Linked DNA regions of Mus musculus: all the other regions are linked to region 3. The links are chromatin contacts, called in public promoter capture Hi-C maps. All regions are on one chromosome and are shown on one strand. The core of a region is the stretch at or near the end of the contact, and the rest is flanking DNA. Distances in the headings are between cores, read along the strand shown.

Region 1 (4,158 bases), core at 1,301-3,800, 1.5 Mb after region 3:
AAAGTACAAAATACAAAGTTCTCCACGGACAAACATTTACTTCGTATTTAAGTTTTTGAAGACTTCAGGTATAGGAGCTGTACCAGTCAGGGCTCCCTAGAGTAACAGAACTTATAGAACTAATCTCTGTGGAGAGTCATTGGATCTATTGGAATGACTTACAGGCTGCAGTCTAGCTAATCCAACAACCGCTGGCTGTGAACAGAAAGTTCAAGAATTCAGAAGTTGCTCGGTTCCACAAGGCTGGATGTCTCGGCTGGTCTTCAGTTTACATGTTGTCCCAGAGTAGGTTCTAATGACAGTGAAGAAATGGATGTGCTAGCATGGTGAGAGAACAGTCAGGCAAAAAAACCAGAAACCTTTCTTCTATGTCTTTATATAGACTTCCAGCAACAGGCGTGGCCCATACTAAAGGTGTGTCTTCCTGCCTCAAGATCCAGGTCAAAGGCTGTGTCTTCCTGTCTCAAAGGTCTGGACCGGAACTGGATTCACCCACTTCAGACCAAGCAGAAAAATCTCTCCCAGGTGTGTTCTCTACTTCTGGATTGTAGTTCATTTCAGACTGTGGTGGTTTGAATAGGAATGGCCTTCATAGATTCATTTCTTTGAATGCTTGACTATAAGGAGTGGCAAGATTAGGTGTGGCCTTATTGCCATAGGTGTGGACTTGGTGGAGGAAATGTGTGTGACATGGTAGAAGCAGGCTTTGAGGTCTCCTATGCTCAAATTACATGAAGTGTGGCACACAGTCTTCTGCTGCCTACAAATCAAGATGTAGAACTCTTGGCTCCTCTGGGACCAAGTCTGCCTGCATACTTCCATGCTTCTTGCCATGATGATAGTGGACTAAACCCCTGAAACTGTAAGCCAGCCCCAATGAAATGCTTTCCTTTATAAGAGTTACCCTAGAGGCCGGGCGTGGTGGCACACGCCTTTAATCCCAAAGCTTGGAGGCAGAGGCAGGCAGATTTCTGAGTTCAAGGCCAGCCTGGTCTACAGAGTGAGTTCTGGGACAGCCAGGGCTATACAGAGACCCACCCCCCAAAAAAAAAAGAGTTGCCCTAGTCATGGTCCCAAGAATTGCTATCATAGAAGCTGGAGAGATGGCTTGGTAGTTAAGAGCTCTTACTGCTCTTACAGAGGACCTAGGTTTGATTCCCAGTGGCTATGAGATAGCTCATAATTTTCTGTAATTCAGGTACCAGGGGAACCTCATACCCTCGAATTTCTTTGAGCCAGAGGCATGCACATGGTATGTAGGCATACATACAGGCACAACAGTCATACACCTAAAATAAAATAATAAATCTAAGAAAAAACAATCAAAAGTTATCAGAGATATTAAGAGGAAGAAAGGAAGCAAACACAAAACCTCTTTAATGGCAAGAAGCATATGTTTTTCCAGTTTTCCACCCGTCCTTCAGTAAAGATCTCTCCTACAGCAGAAGACTTCATGTCACTTCTGCCTCCATCTCTTACAAAATGAAAATAGGCTGGTAAGCTGTTCTGCAGCAGGTGCTGGGCTGGCAGGAAAAAGACAACCCTTTTGTATAGCTGCCATCCTCTGGGACAGACAAGGGGCACATTGCATAAGTGGTACAGCAGCTAATCGTATGTGATCACCGGACTCTGCATTTTACAAAACATGTCCCCAGAAAGATGCAGGGTGTCAGGATGAGATGGGTGAGGATTATTTTCCAAAACAAAATTTTCCTGGAAATAAAATGCAGAGACTAGGAAGGAACAAATGTAATGATCTCTTTTTGAGTTCTCTGTCCCCAGGTCCACATGTTAATAGCTGGCACAAGAGTGTGTTAAACATGGCTGGAACTGGGTCTTAGCTGGGACTGACTCAGGAGCTGGGAGCTGTCCAAGCCAGGCTTGGAAAGAACCAAACTCAGAATCTGATACCCAGGGAAAGGAAAGGGAGCCAGAAGGCAAGAGATCCTCACGACACAGGGAAATAGCTTTTAAGAAGCTCCGTGAAGGCCAAGAAACTAGAAAGTGGGAATAGTTAAAAGAACTCTGGTGATATAACAGTTGAAGGGAGAAATACTAGAGGTAGAAGGATTTAAGAAGGGAAGGGACCGGCAAGGAGATGGTAGAGAAAAGAGGGTGGGTGTTCAAGTAAAACTAAGGATATATGAAAATGCCATAAGGAAACGTGCTACTTTGTAAACGAAAAAAAAAAAAAAAAAAAAAAAAAGGAACTGATCATGGTGGCGCATTCCTATAAACTATAGGGGAACAAAGTCATCCTTAGGAAGTGCTAAGCCAGGCTGGCTAAGACACTGTCTCAAGGAACAAAAAAAAAAGAAAAAAAGAGGAACAATAAGAAAGCATTTTAAGAAAACTTAGGAAAGAAAGGAAAAAGTAGGAAAAGAAAAAAGAAAAAGAAAGAGAAACATTTTTAAAAGAAAGAAAAAGTACCTTAGGAGGAATCTTGAGTTCAGCACCTCCTCTGAGGGGAGGATCGGTTACTCGGGATCCAGCCCCGCCCAGCAGTGCTGGCTGTCCTTGCGCAGGCGCAGTGGTTCCTCGCTTCAGCACTAGTGCGCATGCTCCGCGGGGCCACGGTTCTCCGACCTGCTGTGGTAGTGTCAGCTCCTGTGAAGGAAGTTTCCGCTTTGCACCCCACCCGGATCACAGTTCGGTTGTAGGGCCCGCTCTCTCCGGCTCCACATCAGCGCATCTGGATCATGGGGTTACCCAAGGGGCCAGAGGGCCAGGGACTCCCGGAGGTGAGGACCTCTGTCCCTGACACCCTGGGGTTGCTGGGGAGAGAGGGCCGAGCCCAGGGCGGCGGGCAGGGACCAGCCTGGGGTGGCGGGGACACTGTCTATGGTTGCTCAGGTGTGTCTGTCCCAAGGCGGGCCCTAGGTACCCTGGAGGGGCAGCTGACTGGTCCCCCGGCGTGCCAGGGTGCATCGTGTCGCTGGGTGCAAACTTAAGGGTTCCTGGGTCCTCTGGGGACAGAGGAAACATCCAGATCCCGGCCCAGATGCAACCTCACACATCACGAGGTCCCCGGGAATTCCTATCTCGGGTTGTCTGGAGGCCCCTCACATTGCGAGACTGGCTTCCCCCGGGCCAAGGCTGCTGCGCTTAGGAGTCTCAGCAGTCACGAGATGAGCGGTGGGACTGTCCTGCTCCCGGTGTGCAGGGGGCGGTGACCTTGGGACACACACCTTCTGCGGGACCCATGTGGCCAGCCTTTCATTCCCTTTTGTCAGGAAGGCACGCTACCTACCCGGCTTGTAGCCTCCTGCCCCTCCCCCCGTCCCACGGGCCGGGGAGGGTGAAGGAAGTTTGGAAGCTCTGCGCACATCAGGGTGATGACAGAGTTGAGGACACTCTCTCCTGTGGTGCCTGTGTCGGGACAGGAACATGCTGCGTGTTCTAAGGAGGGAGGACCTTTTCAGAAATGGTTTAGTCGAGTACTCAGCCAGTACTCATTCGATCCTATGAACAGGACTACCACGTAGGCTGGGAAGAAAAGTGCAACCACTCTCTAACGGTGGGCTACCGTTAGAGCTTGGCTGTGGGATTTCCAGTTGTCCTCCTAGTTGCTTTACTCAAAGCTCTGAGCTTAGAGAAGAGTCCCAGTTTCCAGAGAGAATTAGGGAACACCTCTAAGGCACCTGGATCTCTTTCTAAGGCTGGAAGGCAGGCTTTGGCAGAGGTGTGGTGTGCCTATTTGACACTGTGCCTAGTGCCCGTTCTTATTCAGCTGCGCCGATCTTGCTTCCCCGTGCCCCTCACAAATCCTTCTGTTACATCTTCATCCTACTCATTACAGAGTCGAAGTGTTCTGTGTCCAGGTGATGAAGGGTGGGTATGTGTGGCCCTGGGTTAGGTAAAGTTTCATGGGGTCTGGGTTGTAATAGTTCAGATTTTCTTTGCCATGTAAAAATCTCTGTCTGTCTGTCTCTCTCTCTCTGTCTGTCTCTCTCTGTATGATGAAGTGCATATGTGAGCATGTGTGGAGGTCAGAATAGAGCCTCCCATGTCACCCTCATGAATGCTGAAAACCTCCTTTGAGACAAGTACTCATTGGCCTGGCACTTCCCAATAGGCTAGATTGGTTGGCCAGTGAGACCCAGGGATCTTTCTGTCCCTGGGATTACAAGTGCACAGTACCATGGCTGGTGTGTTTAT
Region 2 (4,342 bases), core at 1,767-4,266, 1.6 Mb before region 3:
AATAGACACCCTGAAATAGGGTCAAAATATACATATGCATATCTCTTCTTGCAAACTAGCAAGAAGAGAGGTCATGAATTTGAAAAAGAATGGAGGGGGGATATGAAAGCTTGGAAGAACGAAGGGAAGAGAGAAATGTTGAAATCAAATTACAATCTCAAAAAATAGCAATTTTTTTAAAAAGCAATGGTTACCTTACAAATTGTCTTTAGTTTAAAAAAAAAAAAAAAAGGAAATATTAAAACACTAGTTTTCCTGACACCATTATCAATGCGATTCTTTGTTGTTATTTCTACAAAGACTTCTGCCTATTCGTAAGCAGAAGTCACTAATTCATAATTATTCAATACCTCTATTTCTCCTTTCTTTAAACAAAAATATAATGCTCTAAATGAGCACTGTTTTTCTTACAAACCTGTAATACTGCTCAGCGGGGAACTTGGTCTTCAGGGACGTGAGATGTGTTTTTACTGTACTGAAATGTTCTCTCGCTTTCAAGCACCTCTTTGGAACTGATCATAAAAGATAACAAAATTTAATAATGAAAAACTTACCAAATTGCCAATGTAGTTCTTGCTAAATCATCTATGGAGTCTATGTGGGCATTAATCACCTTGAAATCTGAGGCCATTAGTCCTCAGCTACTTTTCCTGTAAGTCCTCACACACCAAAAATCAAGACTATTTCTACCTCCCATGGTCAAAAAAAAAAAAGAACTTTACTGACTATTCTCAGATTGATAAATTTTACATCATTGCATAAATGACTTGCCTTGGTAACCTGTAAGCTGTGTATCAGAAAATAACTTCAGCTCTCAGCTATGCTGGCTGCATTGTACAAAGGGATTCATGTCTAACTTGACATATTAGAATCTCAACAAAGGGCTGACTATAAACATGAATTTTAAAACATTTTATACCTGGCACTTTATTATCTACAAATGTATATTAAAAGGCATTCAAAAAAAGAAAGTAAAAATAGAAAAAAAATTTAAAGAAAAAAAGGCATTCAATCATTAGAATCATTCATTAAAATACACACAAAGACTCACATGTGCCAACTGTAATGAAACTCACTGAAGTCTGAGGTTCAGGTGAGAGGAACACAACTCAACACAGCCTGGGCAACAAAGCAAGACTCCCGTTCTCTCTCTCACACACACACACCAATAGACTAACATAGCAAAACAACATTCCTATTTAAACCACACTATACACACATGGAAAAGCAACCAAAATATCAAGAATATCGTAAATCCTCAAAATGACCAAACCCCTATTCTCCAATTTTCACTCACAATAATAAATAAATAAAAGCATAATAAACACTCCTCACAATAAATGACAAAAGTGTACTCAGTATGTCCTTTTAATGGACTTAAGAGTGATATGTTGGACAAAAAAATTTAAAAATTTTTTCAAACATCAAAGCAAAAAAACTTACTGTCCTGAAATCCAGTACCCTGGTGGACCCCTTGAAGTAGGGTCAAAATCTCTCGAGCAGTTTGTTCTAAACTCTGTACAACTTTTCGTATTTCCTAGAGAGAATTAAAAACAAAAGCCAGATAAGGTCAGTGTAATCTTCAGCAGAGTCGCCTACAAACATGCTACCACACCCTCACATTCAGTCACAGCTCTCAGACTTTCACAAGAAGGGATTCTTCAGGTGTGAATCCAAACTCTTCCAGTAATTTCTTCTTGTCACAACTCAAGGAGCTGCTAAAAAAGCCTCAAATTCTACAAGTAGCCGTGAAAGAAAAATAGCCACCTGCTCAAGAACCCAACTGAGACACTATATAAATGAATAACTGACAATGTAAATGTTCTCTATAGAACAAAAACTTAAATACAAAGTGGTGACTGATTTTCATTCATTCATTTTGCACACATTCTCTGAGCACATTTAGTTATGGGCATTATGCAAACATCAGAGACGCAAGCAACTCCTTCTAGCAATAGGACGGATAAATGGGTTTTTTTTTCTCAATTTCTCACGATTTTAGGAGCTAACAGAAAAGCAGTCAAAATAAGGACTATAAATTTTGCACGTGTTAATTTCAGCACTGAAAACGCTGAAGGCTACAGGTTCGAGTTCGAGGTCACCCAAGGCTACTACACATCAAGATCCTGTCTCACGCGCAAAAGGAAAACAGCCAGAGAGCAGAAAATAAACTAATTCCAGCAAAAGCAGATAATACAACCAAGGGTCCTCAGACAGAGCAATATCTGGAGCATTAGACGAATAAAAAGTTAACTTAAACACACACACAGTAACGAGTGTAAATAAAAGGAGAGCGGGGAAAGAGACCTTGTGAGCCACCGGAGAATCTAGATTTTTTTTAAATTTTTTATGCGGGATGAGAAGCTACAGAAGAGCTTTTTGCTTAAAGAAAGACCGCAAGTGCTATTTAAAAAAAAAAAAATACCAGCAGCCAATATAGAAAAGATGTGCTGGTTAGCCACGGGCGTTAACCGAGCCTGGGACTGGAATACTGAACTAGGAAAGGTGATATTCTAAGAGGTACATGACGCTGAGAAGTCGAATCCGGAACCAAGAGGCGGCCTAACCTAAACCCATCGGGCCTGAAAACGAGAGACCGAGCAGGACCAGGCCAACTGGACCAGCCTGGCTAGGAAAAGAAAAAAAGGAGATGGGGAGGAAGGGGGCTCGCCTCTCGGATGTCCTGCTCGGCAGCCAAAAAGCCCTGCAGCTCCACGAAGATCTCGCTCACAGACATGGCGCTGGCTGCCCTACAATCAGTCAGCACCGGAGCACCGCCGAAGAAGTACGACCCACAAACAAGTAGCGGACTCGCTCGCAACGCCCGTCGCCGTCGCCACTGCCGCGTCCACTAGCCCTTGCGCCAAGGCTGGCGCCGGGGTCTTCCCACACCCGCGGCGCACCGGAGCCCGGGCTGCCCGCCGCAATGCCTGAAGCGCCGCGCGCACAGTCCCGTGCCGCGCTCTTGCCCAGAATCCCGACGGCAGGGCCGAGCCTCGCCTGCCGCCCGCACGTAGGCATCTCCGGAAACAGCCCTACGTAGGGGCTTCAGTGGCCCGTGGCCGTAGGCCGGCTGATAGGCAGCTCCAATTAAGGAGGTGGGGATTCGCAGATAGGCATCTAGGAAAACAGCCGGTTGGGGGGGCGGGGGGGGGGTCCTTAGGGACACTTGGCTCGTAGAAGGCGGGGCCAGCGAGTGGCGCGGTTTGCTTATCCATGTTATCTGTGTACTTCAAGCAAGGGAGGGAAGTTATACTTCTGTCTGCTCAACAAAGAGCATGCATAAACTGAATGGGGAAGAATGGCGAGAGAATGTAATCCGATAAATGAAAAATAATAAAAGACTATAATCTAAATAAATATTAATGAATAAAAATATTATCTTCGGGTCTGGAGAGATGGCTCAGCGGTTAAGAGCATCGACTGCTCTTCCAGAGGTCCTGAGTTCAATTCCCAGCAACCACATGTTGGCTCTCAACCATCCATAATGGGAACTAATGCCGTCTTCTGGTGTGTCTGAAATGCAATGTACTCATATGCATAAAATAAATAAATCTACCAAAAAAAAAAAAAAGAAAAGAAAAGAAAAGCGTGTTACTGTAACCTTCAACCAGGGACTACACTTCAGCTATGAACGTGCTTCAGGGCTTTGAAGTCCTTGTACATGATCTGCCTCACAGCTATCCTATCCTCCCAATGAGTATCATGAAGATCTCTCTGGTCTTGAGCAGTCTTGAAGAGGCCAGAGTTCACCTTGTAGCTCCTGCCAGCTGCTTCTCCACCTGATCACCGAGTGCACTTTCTGAATGAGCTTGGATGGAGTACTTCCTGTTATTTCTTTGAAAGAGTATCGTCTGTGGTGGCGTGAGGGCTCTTAACCATCGAAAGGGAGAGATTGACAAACTTTAGCAGTTAAAGGTTTGTCACCAAGACTGACAGTCTGATGGAAGGAAAGAACCAACTCCCACAAGTTGTCCTCTTCAAACACACACACTACACTCACACACACACCAAGTAAATAAATGTGTAATCTTTGATGGACAGTCTCATACTCTCCCCCAGCCCAGAAAATCTATTTTAACTACAAAAGAACCATTCTTTGAAGGAGCAGGAACTAGCCAAGACACCCACTTGTACAGGAACTGTTTTTGATCATGTTCTGGACCCAGTTTCCTCATAACTTAGTAAGAAATATTCTTTGGGGGGGGGGGTCGAGAAAGGGTTTCTCTGTGTAGCCCTGGCTGTACTGGAACTCACTCTGTAGACCAGGCTGGCCTCGAACTCAGAAATCTGCCTGCCTCAGCTCGAACTCAGAAATCTGCCTGCCTCAGCCTCCCAAGTG
Region 3 (4,800 bases), core at 1,237-3,736:
GTAAAAGGCTTGTAGCAGTGACCCGAAGGGACACCTATGTCCTTTAGCACCTCTTGGAAGAGGCTCCACAGATGAGGGGAAAGAGGAGCTGGTTGGCCCTGAGGCCAGTACTGGTAGAGCCACTGGACTATGGGATCTGGGAAGAGGTGAAATGAGATTTGAACCCCAAACAGGCCTGCACAGGAACCCACCAATAGGCTTGTTCTGTGTCTCTGTATAAAGGCTGCAGCCCTCCACAGAGGACCAGCCATGAGTACTGCCTCTGCTGATAGACTGGCCAAGAAGAAGAGAAGTCAGCCGATGGTTCTGTCAGGTTGTGGGCTAAACAACCTCCGGGGCCACAATGTTCCTAACTGAAGTGACACTGCATTGTGGCTGAGAGTACGGGTTCCATCCAGAGTCCGACACCTCAGGCTTCACAGAATCAGCTTTCCCATTGGCAGCCAGGTGTAGAGCAACTGTGATGGGTAAATACAGAGAGGACATTTCAGTGTCTCACAGTGGTGGACATCCTCTGGCAATGGCTGTATTGCCATGGCTAGACACAGCACTAAGTATTCGACAGCCTCTCTCCAACCACCACTCATCCTAGAGTGACTCTCTAACTGACTTAGGATTCACATGTTTAATCACCTACTGTATGCTAGACACAGTTCTGAGAGCACTGCGTATACAGCTGTCCCTCAGTGGCTACAAGGGTTTACTTCCAGGATCCCCACAGATACCAAAAATCAAAGACCATCAGTTGCTTTATATAAATAGCATAGCATTTGCATATGAGCTCTCATAAAATATATATATATATATACCCACCTCTCACATACTTTAAGTTATCTCCATACTACTTATAATACCCACTACAACACAAGACTACATATAGAGCTAGACTACGACTAAAATGTCTGCCTGCTCAGCAGACACAGTTTTGCTTGCATATTTTCAGTTCTTGGCTGATTGAATATGCATGGACACAGACAGCCAACTGTACTAGGAAATACATGTAACACTAATAAACACAGGGAATATTTAAACGCACACATTTATACATAAATACTATATGTGCATATCCTTAGAGGATTAGATTCAAGATACAAACATTCCAAGATCCTCACATGCTCATCTCTTACAAAAAGGCTTAGTATTTGTTATTACAGAACCTATTACAATGCAAACACTACATTTGTAATTTGTGATGCTATATTGCTTAGGAATTAAAGGCCAGAAAATAAAGCCATGTTCAGTACAGATACAAATTTTCCTTCCAAAACATTTTTTGATATGTAGCTGGTGGTATCACCAAATATAGAGTCTGAGGACACAGAGAATTCACTGGATTCAGTCAGTCTAAGAAAAAAAAAATCATACTTCAGAGCCCATACCACAACAGTTTATTTCCAGCTGTGAAAAGGGATGCAGCTGGACAGGTTTATTGGCCAAAACCACAAGTGGCAGTGTCACATGCTGCCTAGTGTCCCTACTTCCACCAAGCTCCCATGGTTGAGCCACATTTCCATTATCTTACGAGGTGGCTGTATTTGGAGCTTCGGCCTATCATTGAAATAGAAACGGAAGGTTCGTGGGATAGCAATACTCAGATCTCACTGCTTTCGAGCTCAGATCCGGACACATACAGAAAAAATACCACATGAAGATCCAGGGGTAAGATGGCCATTTGTTAGCCTTGCTGAAATACCCAGGGAGCCTAGCTTGGCCACACCTGAGTCTTGGACCTCCAGCTCTGGAACTAAGAAAAAATAAACTCCTGTTGTTCAGGTCATTCCTCATGAGACACTTTTCTTGGCAGGCTAACCACTGATAGCAAAGGTTCGGTATTTGATCACGGGCCGTTAGAGATTCATAGCAAGCTGTTCACCTTAAAAATGTTATCTATTATATATACACAAACAGACCAAACAGACCATCCACCTCACTCATTAGCAAAGTTAATATTGTTTTTAAAGTTAATTGGTGGTGGTTTTTTTTTTGAGACAAAGTCTCACAGGCGCACTTTTGAATATTCTGGGCACCTTATTTCGTCTGTGATTATGTCACTATGACTGTTATTTCTCTTTGGATGAAATTTCACTTTATTCCTATCTCCGCGAAGCGTTTGATTAGCAATGTACTACTGTAAACAAAACGTAGGGTTCTGTATCACTCATTTAACTCATTCTTTCCAAGAGGAAACTGAGGCTAGAAAAGACAGGGTCCTTGGAAGGGAACAAAAAAAAAAACAAAAAACAAAAACAAAAACAACCTCTCCCGGGTCGGCCTCTGAGTCTCGCAGTTGGCCTAGAAGCAGGTGTAGGCTCTGGCTTTAGAAGAGCTCTCAATGTGATTCCGCCCTGACACATACCGGGCTGCTTCCAACAACCGGAACATGACTGAACCCGGAAGCTGGACATAAGAGAACTCACAGCCAAGAGGAGAGCTTACCTCGGTAGCAACCTTAGAACACGCCGCTCCCGCGCCGGACTGAGCAGGCGCAAAGCACGCCGGTCTGGGGGCCTTTGTGGGCGGGGCCTTTGTGGGCGGAACGGGCGTTGTGGGCGGGGCTTGGAGCAGCGCTTCTGTTCTGGTCCTGAGGTCTGCTCTCTAAGGTCTTATTCAGGGCGAGGTGGAGCAGTTTGAGGACTTTGTTATCCAATTCAGCCGTGTCGCGGCGCCCTTCGGAGCCAAGATAGAGACCTGCTGGCCCGGATTTCTGTAGCGCCGAATAGGTATCTGTGCAGTACGCTGGGAGGAGAGCTAAGCTTAATGAGAAAAGCGAGGACAGAAAGGTCTGGAATTGCTGCCAGTGACCGCTGCATTCCGAAGGTCAAGTGACCTTGTGAGACCAGCAAGAATTGTGGTCTAAAGCCGGGTGTGGTGGCACACGCCTTTAATTCCAGCACTCCGGAGGCAGAGGCAGGCGGATTTCTGAGTTTGAGGCCAGCCTGGTCTACAAAGTGAGTTCCAGGACAGCCAGGGCTATACAGAGAAACCCTGTCTCGAAAAACAAAACAAAACAATACAAGAAAAGAAGTGTGGTGTAGACCATATTAGAGTTAAGTAATAAGTACTTACTAGAAGGCACACCCAACAAATGGTAGATGCGTGGATACACAAATGTGCGCTCATTCATTTATAGGTGAACTTGGATGTTGCTCCTCAGGAGACAGCTGACCCGTTTTTGGAGATAGGGTTATCTCACTGGCATCTGGGGTTCAGCAATTAAGGTAGCCAGCCTGATCAAGTGAGCCCCAGGGGTCTGCCTGCTTCTGTCTCCCCAGGGCTGGGATTACAATCATACACCATTAACAGCCAGGTTTTTGGTTTTGTTTGTTTTTATGTGGCTGCTGAGGACTGAGCTCAAGTCTGCATGCTTTTGTGGCAGTCACTTTACCACTTCAGCCATCTCATTAATAGTCTGAGGAGTTTTCTAAAAAAACAGTGCCCAGGGGCTTTGGGTGTTAAAATAATACTCACCATTGCTAGTGTTTTCATTACTATTCAGTAGGTTAGAGCTATCTCATATCTTTAAGCATAAAGTCTGTTTACAAATATTACCTTAATACATCCAGGAATTTCTGTATAAAGATATTATTCTACTTGGTTTATAGTCAACTTTCAATTAATCCACACACCTTACAGATTATCTTCCTTATTTATATCTCACAATTTCCTTTTTTGTTTTGAAAATCAAATTTCCTGAGACATCTCAAACCACACTTTGGGTGAACTTAGTTGATGTTTTGGTTTGGTTTGGTTTGGTTTTTAAGATATGATTTCTCTATGTAGCTGTGGCTGTCCTGGAACTCATTCTGTAGACCAGTCTGACCTCAAACTCAGAGGTCCACCTGCCTCTACATCCTGGGTGCTGGGATTAAAGGCCCACACCACAGCCACCACCAGCCACCACCCCCTCCCCAGCTTAGTTGGTCCTTTAAAACACACTTACCCCCAGTATTACTCAGATTCTCCAGGGAACGAGAACCTGGAGTGTGAGAGTATGTGCGAAGAAGTTTAATAAAAAGCATTGGTTCCATGGCCATGGGGGCCCGGATCTTTAACCCCAACACTTGGGAGGCAGAGACAGGCAGATCTCAATAGTCCATACAACTAAGAAGGCCAAAGACCCAAGCTCTACTCTCAGATAGTTGAACAGCCAGGATTGCTTACGGCCTAGCACTGGTCAAACCCTGAAGCCCCCAGAGCAAGAGGATCAATGCAAAAGTTCTGACCTGAGTCTTAATCCAGAGCCAGGAAAACACCAATGCCCCAGGCTGAGTGCTTTGCTTTTTCAGCATTAAGAACTGAACTCCTGGGTCTCGGTGAAGCTCTTACCACCCTTAGCTATGGCCCGGGGGAGGGAGAGAGCTCTTCCTTAGACCAGACTGTTGTTGTGGTCATGTTAGGCATGATGTTAGCTGTGGAAGGGACTAACAAACAGCCCATCAATATGAGGTATGTGGAACAATGGATGGCCAGTTAAGTCCGAGAAACAGGGTGTAAAGATTATGGTGGTCATTGACTAGCTGGTGGTCCAGATATCAAGACTACTGTGCTCTTTGTTGCATCTCTACAGTAAGGGGTAAAGTCGGAGCCATAACAGCAGCTGTGACTCCTGGCCAGATGCATTGGACTGGTCAATATCTGTCATGGAGCAGGGAGGTCCTTGGGAGGCCTCACCCCTCTGAGAGAACCTATGGGCAAGTTAATGGATGCTGGAGAGAGAAAGACGTTTTCTTCAGTCATGTAGCCTCTGGGGCAATGCTTGTGCTCCTTCAAATAACTCCCACCCATGCTCCTGTAAGCAAC

Evidence for each region. Promoter capture Hi-C pulls out the DNA fragments that hold promoters and counts their contacts. Capture Hi-C pulls out chosen DNA fragments and counts their contacts.
Region 1: a contact with region 3 is called in a promoter capture Hi-C map of pre-B cells. The contact joins the promoter of Ccdc93 here to the promoter of Tmem177 in region 3. A contact is called at or near these places in 1 of 39 promoter capture datasets (pre-B cells), 2 of 484 Hi-C or Micro-C datasets (CD4 T cells and CD8 T cells), 1 of 115 datasets of contacts at active chromatin or transcription factors (large pre-B cells) and 2 of 9 other capture datasets (adipose tissue and liver).
Region 2: a promoter capture Hi-C map of adipose tissue shows a contact between it and region 3, with 2.9 times the contacts expected there. The contact joins the promoter of Tsn here to the promoter of Tmem177 in region 3. A contact is called at or near these places in 2 of 39 promoter capture datasets (hippocampal neurons and pre-B cells) and 2 of 9 other capture datasets (adipose tissue and liver).

The regions. Positions count from the first base shown.
Region 1 is chr1:121,428,517-121,432,674 of GRCm38.p6, forward strand. It overlaps Ccdc93 (coiled-coil domain containing 93), which reads left to right and starts at 2,551. Exons shown (of 24, transcript NM_001025156.2): 1 at 2,551-2,741. The coding sequence starts at 2,700. It overlaps Gm35243 (a long non-coding RNA gene), which reads right to left and starts at 2,552. Exons shown (of 2, transcript XR_387343.4): 1 at 2,431-2,552; 2 at 1-1,713.
Region 2 is chr1:118,308,330-118,312,671 of GRCm38.p6, forward strand. It overlaps Tsn (translin), which reads right to left and starts at 3,017. Exons shown (of 6, transcript NM_011650.4): 1 at 2,672-3,017; 2 at 1,444-1,537; 3 at 416-512. The coding sequence starts at 2,737.
Region 3 is chr1:119,910,697-119,915,496 of GRCm38.p6, forward strand. Tmem177 (transmembrane protein 177) reads right to left here and starts at 2,487. Exons shown (of 2, transcript NM_175106.4): 1 at 2,437-2,487; 2 at 1-458. The coding sequence starts at 251. All of the region lies in intron 2 of Gm28209 (a long non-coding RNA gene), which reads left to right.